Regions from separate parts of the Zea mays genome. Here region 2 is linked to region 1. The links are chromatin contacts, called in public Hi-C maps. All regions are on one chromosome and are shown on one strand. Each heading gives the region's core, a stretch centred on a gene start, on an enhancer-like site or on the middle of the called end of the contact. The rest is flanking DNA. Distances are from core to core; before and after follow the strand shown.

Region 1 (6,588 bases), core at 2,172-4,671:
TCGCGCCCGAGTTTTGGACCCCTAGAACCCGGGTGTGACAGCGCGATCTCAGCCCTGGTGGACTAGGGCTTCACTCGCGTTTTCTCCTGGGCACGCACGATTGCTCCACTGCTTCCTTCTCCCTCCACTAGTTGTTGAGGATGTGGCGGGTGCCGTAGATGTCCCCGAGGCAGTTCTTCAAGGGAACTCGTGACCTCGAGGATTGGGAGGGCAGTGCCTCCTTGTGCCATGTCAATGTGGAACGGTGCAAAGGTTATCCGTGTCGATGGGCGCCTTCCAGTTGATCTCGGCTGGCTGCACTGTGGCCTTCTCTACTAGGTTGTGGAGGTTTTGGTATGTTGTCCTTGCCTCTGGCTCGTCTGGCTCAGGGATGGACCGTAACATCATGACCGATGCGGGCGTGTTTTGTCTAGGGTTGAGGAAGTATTGAGCCTCGTCACTTCCTTGGGCGAGCAGGTCATAGACCTTTCATGCCTGCGGCCTTTTGGCCTCGAAGTGGTGTCACTCGATGTTGTCGTAGACTCTATTGAGCCTACGCATGAGGGCATCAAGCTCTTCTTGCCGTTGCTATAGACTTTCCTCGCGAGCCAGGATTCATGCCTAGCGCTAGCGCTGGTATTGCTCATCTTGGTTGGGGGCTTCGTTGTTGCGCCCTCCATTCTTGCCCCGTGGCGGTGTTACATGAAGCAAGTTCTCAAAACTGCCTCAGTGGCATCGGTGTCGGGCTCTTCTATTGAGCCATTGCTCGAGTCATCCTCAAGAAGGTCGAGGATGGAGGTTGACTGGTGGCCAATGATGGCCACGAGTATTGACTATGAGGCTCCCTATGCCTTTTTGCTTGATTGCGGTGGCAAGCCGATTAAGGCGCAACTTAAGAGCAGCGACACGCCTCTTGAGGCATCGCTTCTCTACCTTGCTCCTAGCGGTAGCTGAGCGCACGGGTCCTCCTGTGCTTACTGTAGTGGGCACGTCGGAGTCAGTGAGGCGGAGCTTGCTGGTGGCTGTGGCGAGAAAGTCATGGGAGCCAAAGCTGATGTGGGTCCTAGGAGCAAAGGTCTCGCCAACGGTGAAGGTGGATGACTGAGCTATCGAAGTGAACAAAGTTGCTTGGCACGCTAATTGGTCACCTACCTGACGCGCACCAACTTTTGTGGTTTTAGAAACCAGGGACACTATAGAATATGTGTTTGGCGGTGAAGGCTAGCGCGGACTCACTCCGAATGATGAATCGAGGGATTCCAATAGAGAGTTTATACTGGTTCTGGCTTGTGCCTTTGTATAGTGTAGTGTTGATCGTAGTATTCTTTGGAGCATATTACAATGGGTGAAAGTGTGAGAATGAGGAAGTGGAGAGCTTAGGCTAAATTCCCTTGGTTGTTTGACCCTCCTCTTTTATAGTTCTAGGTTGGGGTTCTTACATAGGGACTTGTCATCCGAAGGAGGGTGTGACCTATTATCTACGATAGTCTTGCTGATGTAGCTCTCCTGACGTCGTCTTCTGGTTCGTGCGTGCTCGTACGCCTAGTATGGCAGATCGCACCATCTACCCCATATGCGGGTCACTGTAGTGACTCCGGTGTTGTGATGCCCTAGAGAAACACATGGTGGAACCCATGCCCCGGAGTCGAAGGATACTGAGGGTCATACGTGGTGATGCCCCGTCCCGTTGTCAGAGACTCTCCATCATCCCTCCATCGTGTTGTGGCGTCATCCGAGACGGTGTGCGTGCGTGCGTGCGTGCGTGCGTGCGTGCGTGCGTGCGTGCGTGCGTGTGTGTGTGTGTGTGTGTGTGTGTGTGTGTGTGTGTGTGTGTGGCGATGTGCCTCACTGTGGCTGGCGTCGGGTAATAGTACATGGTTTGCCTCCACGTCAACCGGCTACGAGTGTGCTCCTGCCGTGTGTGTGTGTTATGGTGGCATGGCACCAAGGCCCACTTGTATTTCAACTTTCATCGTGGGCTTCTTGCTTCTCCACCTCACAGAGTTGGGACCTAGTTGTCCGATCCGCCTCGCAGAGTTGCTCGGCGGGAGCTGGTCGTCCCATCCGCCTCGCAGAGTTGCTTGGCGAGACCTACTCGGCCCGTCCGCCTTACAGAGTTGCTCAGTGCGACCTGGTGGGCCCGTCTGTCTCGCAAAGTTGCTCGGTTGGGACCTGGTCGGTCTGTCCGCCTCATAGAGTTGCTCGGTCGAGACCTGGTCGGCTCGTCTGCCTCGCAGAGTTAGTCGATTGGGATCTGGTTGGCCCATCCGTCACACAGAGTTGCTCGGTGGGACCTGGTTGTCCAAGACGAGCCCTCATGAGTTATGAGCTTACTTTGGGTACCACGTTCTTGGGTATACGCCAATGTGTTTGAATGTATGTGATGTGGATGAATATATACATATATATTGTGAATGGATGTGTGTGTCTATATATATATATATATATATATATATATATATATATATATATATATATATATATATATATATATATATATATATATATATATATATATATATATATATATATATATATATATATATATATATATATATATATATATATAATAGATGGATATAAATGGTTAAATTGCAAAACTTTTATGTGTTGGTAACACTAATTCATGTTGACTTTGGTTGGCCCACAAAAAGTAGACTATCTAATTTCATCAGCATTTGATAATCGTCAGAAACTAGCTAGGCTAATTTTCATCGGTCACTCCAAACCCTAATTTCGATGTCAGGCTAACGAAATCTAGTTAATTTTAGCTAGGCTAATTTCCATCGCCCATTTTGAGCCCTAATTTCTGGGGTCATACTAGACTAACGAAACCTAGTTAATTTTTCACGAGCCTCATTTGATCGATGAAAATTTCATGAGCAACCCACAAAAATTAGCTAATTTTTGTTGTTTTATTTGCAAGAGTTGATTGACGACGAAAACTAGCTAATTTTATAAGCAAGCCTTAATTTTTATAGGGCCCTTGGCCGACGAAAATTAGAAAAATTTCTATTGTCATATATTAAAACTATTTACGTTCAAATTGCTATTATAATATAATTACATGATACTTTTTTCATGAACCCGAGGGTTTAAATTTTATATTCTCATTAAATTAAAAGTATGCTTTTTGTCTTTGTAAAATGCATTAGTCATGAAGTCAGCACTTCTACTAAAGAAAGACTTCAGACACATGCATGCCGCATGTACTTGTCCGCTAGTTTATAAATGTGAATAAACTATTTTGATGAAATTTGCTATATCGATCATTCAGCCATATCTCTTTTTTTCTCTCCGGCATAAATCTGATAAAAAGATGTGTAGGTGTGTGGTGTTCTCATGGGCTGAAATTAGTTTCCCAACGAGGGTATAGGCTTTTGCAGCCCATTAGACAGAAGGAGGCACCTGGAGTTCTTTTATGGACAGGCCCAAAGTGAAGTTTGAAACTCAACGAAGCAGAACATCACACAAGGGAAGCGACCCATAGTGGCCCAATGGCAATGGTTATCTACAAGTGATTCTGAACTTCTGAAATGCGCAACGCGAGGCCATGGGAGCAGCTGCACAGCTTCGATTCAACCTGCTTTGGGCTGAAAATTTATCTGACAATCGATTTAAAAAGGTGACAATCGCATTAAAAATAAAGGTGTCCTAGAGACGTCCAAGTGTGACTTTAACTGATTTCCTTTTTTTTGCTAATCTTACCAATTTGGTGACAAAAAAAGAATGATGTTAAAAATAACTAGTCGATTACTCGTGCGTTGCAACGGCTCACAACAATACCCACGTAAATTATCCACCAAAAAGATCTTTAAATTTTTTTATTGATTGTCTCCGCTCTTAGCATAATATTTTATTATTTTTTATGAACGCACGGATACCATAGGCAGCAAATCAGAGCCTCCATCCCTCGTCTCCTCCACTTACAAGGTTTCGTAGAGCAGGAGGGGAAGGGGAGAGACGGACATACATGTTCATTGCTGGAGAAGGACACGACGAAGACCTGGGCATCTGGAGGCGATATAGTTAGTATACCGCTAGATATATAGGGAGAGAGCACACAAGCGGAGAAAGAAGCCCAGCCGAGCAGCTTCAAACCAAGAGGCACCCGCACCAGGCGTCAATCTGAGAAGAGCGAGAGAATGCGAGTGTCTTCCTAGTCTTGGACCCGCCGAAGCGACACAACACCATCACCAACTCCCTAGCATATGTCGACTGCTGCCACGCTATGGGCCTTGGTTGTTCAATATCTCAGACCTGGACTCCTCATCACCAAGATAATCTAAGCGTGGCAGGCGCCACCATGTCCTACTCGACGGCATGCACGGAGAAAGGCCAGGAGCATGACCGACTCGCCCCGTACCCGCGTCGACGAGCGTCGGTCGGCTCGCGGCTGCGACCGTGGGCGGGGGCAGCAAGTTGAGGAAGAAGAACAGGGCGATGGCCGAGAAGACAAACGGGACGTCCGACAACGGCGAAAACGATGGTGCGTGCATGATGTGAAATGTCCTCGTGGACGTGCAATAGCCACTGCGCGAGTTGGTGTCGGACGAATACAGGAAGGAGGTGCATGCTCCTACGCCCTCTACCAAGAATGGGGTGGCGCAGAGGTGGAGGCATGAGGGGAGAGAAAAGAAGTAGAATGGCGAACGAGGTGGTGGCAAGTGAGGCGAGGACCATTATTATCGTGTGGAGGTATAGATGGACAAATGGGCCGTGTCTGGCGTGACGACCCGAGCCACGACCCATTTAATAGTGACTGGGCCAACCAGACACGAGCGTCGTGCGGTGCTTGGGCCGTAGCCTCGGCCCGTAGTGCTGGCTCGGCCCGACACGATTATTTTTTTATTTTACAAAAAATCATATATAATATATGTATAATTTATATTCAATATTATAAACACCTGAACATGATGTTCTACTGGTTAGACAGCTTCGTCCAATGTCTTCCACCCTTCTTCCATCAGGGTGTGGGTTCAAACCCCACCTTCTACACAGCTTTTTAACATCTTACGTTGAGTTGATTTGGAAGAAATGTAGGGACTTTTTTGTAAAAAGATAACATGGGATGACCGTTGAAACTGGTGCTTTAAGTATACTAGTCGTTTGCCCGTGCGTTGCGATGGCTCACAACAATACCTACGTAAACTATCCACCAAAAAGATCTCAAGATTTTTTATTGATTGTCTCTGCTCTTCGCATAATTTTTTTTGATTTGACTAAGCACGTCAACATCGTGGTAAAGGAAAGGTCATGTAGATAGGTGATACCGAGCCATCAAATGGGTACCATAGGCAGCAAATTAGGGACCCCCATCCCTCGCCTCTCCCACTTCCAAGGTTTCGTAGACCAGGAAGGGAAGATGCAGTCATACCTGTTCGTTGCCGGAGAAGGACACGACAAAGACATGGACATCTGGAGGCGACATAGGTAGTATACCACTAGATACGTACATGGAGAGAGCACGCAAGCGGAGAAAGAAGCCCAGCTAGAGCAGCTCCAAACCGAGAGGAACCCACACCAGGCGTCAGTTCGAAAAGGGCGAGAGAATGTGAATGCCTTCTAACCCTGGACCCGCCGAGGTGACACAACACCACCACCAACTCTGTAGCATATTCTGACTGCTGCCGCGCTACAGGCTTTGATTGTCCAATATCTCAGATCTAGACTTGTCATCACCAAGATAACATAAGCGTGGCAGGAACCATCGTGTCCTCCTCGGCGACACACATGAAGAAAAGCCAGGAGCAAGACCGTCTCGCTCGTATCCGCGTTGACGAGCATCGGTCGACTCGCGGCTGTAACCGTGGGCAGGGGCAGCAGGTTGGGGAGGAAGAATAGGGCGAAGGCCGAGAAGACGAACGGGACATCCGACGATGGCGAAAACGATGGTGCATGCATGCTGTGAAACACCCTCATGGACGTGCAATAGCCACTACGCGGGTCAGTGTCGGGGCTGGTGTCAGACGAATACGGGGAGGAGGCGCCTGCTCCCACACCCTCTGCCGAGAATGGGTGGCACAGAGGCGGAGGCATGAGGGGAGAGAGAACAGAAGCAGGATGATGAACGAGGTGGCGGCAACTAAGGCGAGGACCATCATTATCATGCGGAGGTATAAATGGCCAAATGGGTCGTGTCTGGCGGGCTGGTCCGAGGCACGACCCATTTAATAGTGCCTGGGCCAGCCCGACACGATCATTGTGTCGTGCTTGGGCCGTAGCCTCGGCCCGTAGTGCTGATCCGGCCTGACACGATTATATTTTTTATTTTACAAAACTCGTATATACATATGTAAAATTTATATTCAATATTAAAAACAATTGACCATGATGTTCCACTGGTTAGACGACTTCACTCGGTGTCTCCCACCCTTCTTCCATCAGGGCTTAGGTTTGAACCCCCACCTCCTGCACCACTTTTCTTAAATATTTTACGCTAATTTAACCTGACTGGCTAACAGGCCGGACATGGAGGTTGTGTGCATGGAGGGATGCAGGGTTAATTTAAGATAGATGTGAGGGGTTATTTGTAAAAATATGACGCGGGACGACCGTTGAAACTGGTGCTTTAAGTATAGTAGAGATTAGAGACTAGTCGGTTGCCCG
Region 2 (6,588 bases), core at 2,267-4,766, 180 kb after region 1:
TATTTTTTCCGCCTTCATCTTTGTGGGTCTCAACCTTCATTGTTCACTTCCTTCCCTTTTAACTCGCGCCCAAAGCGACCGCCTTCACTTTCCGTTTCTGTCGCTTGCGTATAAACAAAACACCTTTGATTATTGCTTCAGCCAAAGGTTAGCTTCGTCTGTAAGAAGAGTCCCTGAAATACATTTACTCATGGCCGAAGTTATATATTAGGCAATTGACCGTTCCTTCGTCAACAAGGGCCTTCGGCATAGCTTTTCGTTGTGTCTTTAAGGCAACCATGTAATACAACTAATCAAAGGACATTTGGCATTGTAGGCCCCCCCAACAATATTTATCAACAAGAATGCTCTGACATTCCACATTGAGACTGTAAGGCTACGACCAGCAGATCATTGTGCATATGGTCGTGCAAAACACTGTTTTTGTAATGTTTTGTATTGCAGTCTATATTGTTTATAGAGTGAAGTTGAAAGAATATGGGGATGGGTAATCTACTGGAGATAACCTAACACTCTACTTTTACATGATACAAATTTGCTTTGAATTCATAAACACCATGCTACAAATCTTGAGAGGAATTTAATTTTTCCTTCTTAACTTAATTCTTATTACTAATATACCCTAAAGTGATACAAGGGAAAAATATTTTTTGTATAAAAATACTGCCAAGGAATGACCCAAACTTCACCACAATGTTCCTCCGGATAATTCTATTTTTTACAAAATGATAAAGTGATTTGGAGTTTATCCAGTTTAAATATGAAAATTAAACATAAATTCAAATATGGAAAATGGAAAACGACAAAACAAAGGCTCATTAACTTTTAGCCCAGCTCGAGCCCGCATCCTCTGATAGGTGGGGCCCGCCTGTTGGCGCACTATGGTTAGAAATAAACACTACCACACCTAATCAATCTAACACCATAAGGGATATAAGAAACTTTATAGGGGGGACTATGGTTTGCTAAGTGTGCCAGAAGAAAGTCCACAAGTCCTATGAGTGTAAGGTGAAGAATGGAAGAGAAAAGGAGAAACAGAAAAATAAAAGGCAATCTAGCAAGGGATCCAACATCTACACTAACAAGGTGAACAAGAAGTCTACCACACCTTATCTTTTGAAGAAAAAGAAAAATCGACAAAGTGGTGGCCATCAAGGTGAATAGGCAAGGCAACAAAAGAGGGACAAAACAGGTTTGGGTGTCAAACGAGATTGTTCAAACATGAGGAGTGCCAAGAAGGTTCAGATTCTACAGGGGAAACGAGAAGCCCAATGTCTATTAGGAATTTGGAGATTTAGCAAAATTGACATGTATATTATAGGATGCATCACACTGGATTATGTCATCACCAAGTGGGTTGGCGAATATTCTGGACCCACAAATTCACCTACCCATGTTCGCTAATTAGCATTAAATTATTTCAATTTCCATTCACATATAGTTTGTTCTATATCTAGGTTTTCATGTAAATTTGAGTTTTGTTTAATTGTACATACACTAGTTGAATTGCTCGGTTTTACAGTTACCCTTGGGGCAAAACTATATAGCTTGTCCCTAGAGGTTCGAAACAGGCTTTACAATTAATGAAGGTAGGGTATCATATATCAGAATAAATATAAACTCTATACCTTACATGCTATTTACGTGATTTTCTTTGCGTGACACGTTGATTCGTATTTTACCGGAATGAACACTTGGAAGCATTTTTTATAATTTGCAATATGGGATTATAAACCGCTGCACTGTTCGGAAGTTGGGAACGAAGCAAAGGAATGTTACTGTTTCTACGGCTGACAGAGTGATAGTACGGTCAAATTACTAGACAATGCAAGGTGGCTGCCCGTGGCCATGTAGGCGGCAATTGTATTTGGCTCGCCTGGAGTAATTAAAGTCACCACTGACTGCGCTGTGCGCGCACTAGCTAGCTGCAGCAATCGCTGGACGCCTGCCTGCAGCTGCAGCTGCAGCATCGAAAGGGAAGGGGATCGAGGAGAGGTGGGTTGGGGGATCAGTAGTTGGTTCAGTGTGTTCAGAGGCTAAGCATGCAGCGGCTGTACTGCAGGAACCAGCGGGAGCCGGGGAGTGCAGGTGCAGGGCTCCACAGCCCACCCAACTACACACAAACCCATGTGTGTATCAGCTACCAACGGACCCGGTACGAAGCAGGCTTTTCTCCCTAATGGGATGCGGTGCGTGTGGTGTGTAACTACACACAAACCCATGTGTGTATCAGCTACCAACGGACCCGGTACGAAGCAGGCTTTTCTCCCTAATGGGATGCGGTGCGTGTGGTGTGTGTAGGCATGGATATCGAGTAATTGGTAATTGGCTCGGCTCTGCTCGTTCGATCTCTCGCTCGGTTTGACTCGTTAAAGTAACGAGCTAGGCTCGTTTAGCTCGCCAGACGGAGAAGAAAAAATAATATATACTTCCTCCGGTGCAGTAAAAGAAGTCATCCTGCGCGTGACCGAGCGTGCACAAAAAGAAGTTATAGCGCGCATGGGTCTGGGATTTGGACGTTGTTGCCCCTAGAAATTGCAAAAAAAAAGATGCATTTAAGAGGAATTGAACTTGAGACCTCCAGTCTAGAATACCTTGGATCTGTTGCAGCAACCAATCAAGCCTAATTGTTTTAGTGACATTAATGCACCCATATCCCTATTTAATAGGGGCAAACAGGGAAAACCCTATGATAATTAATCACTCCTTGGTATGTACAATCATGACCTAAACGACTAACTTTACTGCACTGGAGGGAGTATATATATATTAATCAATTTTTATTTAATTTTAAACTAATTTAACAATATAAAATAGTAATTATATTTAAAGTTTCACAGACCACATCAATGTAACATCAAATCAACATAACTCACCACTCATCAATTCACTATTCACACACATGTTCAGCAGTTTAACCCGCATTTATATTCACATAGAGCAATTTAACACATAAACGCAGTTATCGATCATTAGTTTAAATCATAGGCCATAGACACCACACATACATATAACATGTTCATCAATTGTAACGTAAATGATATGCATATAGTTTTGTTTTGCTGAAATGTGATAGATCGTTTAGCTCGTGAGCTAGCTCATTAACAAACCGAGCTGACTCATTAATGAACCGAGCTAGGATGGTAGCCCAGCTCGTGAAAAAAATTCAAACGAACCGATAACTATCTCCTGCTTCTTACAATGAGATAACTTTTTGCTGCGGCTTACAAATATATTTATAGAGATGAAACCATAAGCTGAGTAGGGAACGATCCAATCTAAACCTCCCGACGACGGGTCTGCGCTTTGCTCACTAACTTGACTGTTTTTTTTATAATTTGGATCACTGACTCAACAATTTTTTTTTGAAATTCCAAAGGAAAGGAAAACTCCCTCTCTCGCTTTGCTGGATTAACTGCACGACAGGGACAGCTGAGAGGAGGCAACCACACACCGTACCGTAGGGTGCATGCAGCTGCAGCTAGGGGACACAAGGCCGCAAACAGTACCTTTCATTGGAAAGAGAAAAGAAAAAGAAGCTCTGCTTGATTGTTGGAGTAAAAGAGAGCCATGTAGGCTATGCTATTGCTATGCCGTATGGCTAGCTAATGCAACGGAAGAGCAGTAGACACGACACGATCCATCTGCCTCGGATGCCCCCCCGCCGCCCATGCGTTTGTACCAGCCTAGCTAGCTAGAGAATATGACACCAACTCGCTCGTCCATTCGTTCAAGAGGGGCAGCAACAAGAGGGTGCGCAGAAGAGGCTCGCCATCATCAGCTTGTGAAAGCTCTGAAGGAAAACGCGCAGAGACAGACAGAGAGACTAGAGAGAGAGGCAGAGAGGGAGCCCGTACATGGCCGCGCGCGGCTGCGTAGCCATGGCTTCCATTTCAGGCGGTTTTCCGAGAAGGGCGGGGCGCGGCGGGGCGGCTCGGCTGGGGCCGGGCTGCTACCACCAGACCAACCAGAGCTCGAAGAGGGCTGAAATGTCCCGGTCCGGGGATGATCAATGTTACTGTAGCCCTTACACTCGCGCGCCCGCCGCAAACAGTGCAGAGCTAGCTAGCAGCCCCCCTCCCTCGCCTCCGCAACCGCAAGGCTACGAGTTTTTTTTTTCGCACGGAGAGATCCACGCCACGGATGTCCTGTTCTTGAAGGCAACGCAGTAAATGTGTTGTTGTAGAGAAGGTAGGGTTCACTCACTTCAGCAGCAGAGCGCCAGGCACGCAGCAGCACGGCCATCATCCAGTGCCTGCCAGCGGCAGGGAAGCCTGGCCTGGGGTGAATCGCGCGCGCGCGCGCCTCCGTCCGCGTCATGGGCGATCGAGTAGGCGCATGCATGCATGCATGCACTCCTACGTATGTGATGTAGCGCAGGGCGGCAGGGATAGGTAGGCTCCGCGTCTGCGTCTCCGGCTCCGTCTGCAGCGCGCCCGCCACTGTGCTCTATGCGTAGAGCCAAGGAATTTTTCCGTAGACAAGTGTACCTCGCCCGGCACTATTGCGACGTGAGCGTTGTCCAGATTGACAGACAGACAGGAATGCTATGCCCGCCCGCCCCCAATGATGGATTTGGATGCGCTAGTAATTACCACCCCCACCAACACCGCCGGCACAATTGTAGTAGTTGTAGCGACCAAAACAGAGTATGAGTATCCCCCCTCTTCCCTCCATTACTTTAAGCTTTAAGGTAGCCGACGATCCAGTGAAAACACGGCTAAACAATGCCTGAGAAAGAATGCTATCACCATCTCCTCTCGTCGATCGATGCAATTTGGTTTGTTACTTCTTCGCTTTGAAAATTATAAAAAGTTCTACTCCCTCCGCTCTAAAATATAAGTCATTCCATCTAATCTAAAATATAAGTCATTCCATCTAAAGATTATCAGAGAGTCAAAGTGTTTAAAGTTTAACTAAAATTATAGCGAGAATGATAAAGATTTATGATACAGTATAAAAAATATATTTAATAAAAAATCTAATGGTATATATTTGATATCGTAAATGTTATTACTTCATTGTATAAATTTGGTTATTTTTTTTAAAAAAACTTTAGTTATCTAAAAATCTTAAAATGATTTATATTTTGGGACGGAGGGGTATTTTACATGGTACGTTCTTTTTATAATATATGTCTAAGTATATAAAATGCTGCGCTGTACATTTAAAAGTGTTTTATATTTTAGATACAATGCACCTACAAATTTACTGGCTGTTTGATCCAAAAAGCTAAAATAAAAGCGACTAAAATTTAGCTACGTACGTAGGAGCTAGAGATTTAAAAGTAACTAAAATGGTAAAAATAATAATAATAATAATAATAATAATAATAATAATAACATGTGGTAACTTGTCGACGATAACAGTAATTATTATGACTGCCGTCATAGTTTGACAAAATTAACCAGAGATTGACATATGCTTTTTTTTATATCTGTTCTTGTCCGACTAAAAACCAGGTATCAAGTGAAACAGTATGCACCGAGGCAATATAATCTGGTCAGATTATCCAATAAATTTTGAACTAAGTGTTAGTTTAAAATTTGTTGTATTATATAATCTAGATAGATTATAATCTAAATAAATTTTAAACTAAGTGTTAAGTACTAGGCAACGTGCATCAATTCCCCGAATTGGGTTAGGACAAGAGAATACCACACCTAACCTGTTTCGATTTGCGTTACACGCAAGAAACTCGCCCCGATTTCCTGGCTATTCATCACTTGACTAATCAGCAAGAAGCCAAGAACCACATACATATATACATAGTATATGGCGAAACAGGACGAGAGAGGGTCACCATCACCACTTATTATTCATTGATTAACCACACTTTGATAACGAAACAGCAATCTCTATCTCCATCGTCTCATGCTCCTCCTACCTGGCTACTCCCGCCCCACCAAAACAAGAGGAGGGAGCAAGCAACAAGCACGGCCACGAGACGAAACAAAGATCAAATGAAAAAGAATCTAGACCTAGGATCATCAGATTCTACAGGTGCTAACTGCAAGCAGCAGGGAGATTAATCCACAAGGAAAGAACAATTAACACATCTTTTTTTTTCCTGTTACACCGATGAGGGAACCACGATGGCGGTGGTCGGATCAGTCAGCATGTCATCGTCTCCCTCCATGAGCAGCTCCGCGTCCCGGTCGTCGTCGCTCCACGGCTCCCTCCGCTCGAGCTTCGAGTTGGCCACCACGAACACCAGCCGTTGCGCGCGGGCGACGCCTCGCAACGAGGCCCCGGGCGCGGTCAGCCACCGCGCCATCGTCGGCGTGCACCTGAACCCCCTCGCGGTCGCGTGGAGGAAAATCAGCCGCACGGCCACCTTGCCCAGCGACTTCAGCTCGCTCAGGCACGTCTCCCACACGAGCCGGCTGCTCTGCTTGTTGGCGATCTTCATCTTCCCCGTCGCCGGGTCGGGCTGCCGGACCTGCACCGCTTGCGCGTACAGCGGGTCCAGGCCCTCCGACCGCCACTTCATCAGCTCCATCATCGCCAGGTGCGCCTCCTCCGGCGACACCAGCCTCGTGATCAGCCTGTCCACGTCCTTCTCCTGCTCCGGGGTGAGGTATTTGA

Evidence for each region. A called contact is a pair of places that touch in the nucleus more often than the background predicts.
Region 2: a Hi-C map of leaf shows a contact between it and region 1, with 5 times the contacts expected there. The contact joins two enhancer-like sites. A contact is called at or near these places in 3 of 25 Hi-C or Micro-C datasets (leaf and tassel).

What each region holds. Positions count from the first base shown.
Region 1 is chr10:104,893,165-104,899,752 of Zm-B73-REFERENCE-NAM-5.0, forward strand. No RefSeq gene overlaps it. Among protein-coding and RNA genes, the nearest start is that of LOC118473520, 50 kb to the right of the region's middle. Within about 2 kb of position 3,422, at least 15 of the 20 cell types and tissues checked have an H3K27ac peak or open chromatin away from gene starts, as enhancers often do. A contact at or near this core is called in leaf and tassel, where this site is marked.
Region 2 is chr10:105,070,770-105,077,357 of Zm-B73-REFERENCE-NAM-5.0, forward strand. LOC103641528 reads right to left here. Exons shown (of 1, transcript XM_008664864.4): 1 at 5,792-6,588. The coding sequence ends at 6,074. Among protein-coding and RNA genes, the nearest start is that of LOC103641528, 5.6 kb to the right of the region's middle. Within about 2 kb of position 3,517, at least 13 of the 20 cell types and tissues checked have an H3K27ac peak or open chromatin away from gene starts, as enhancers often do. A contact at or near this core is called in leaf and tassel, where this site is marked.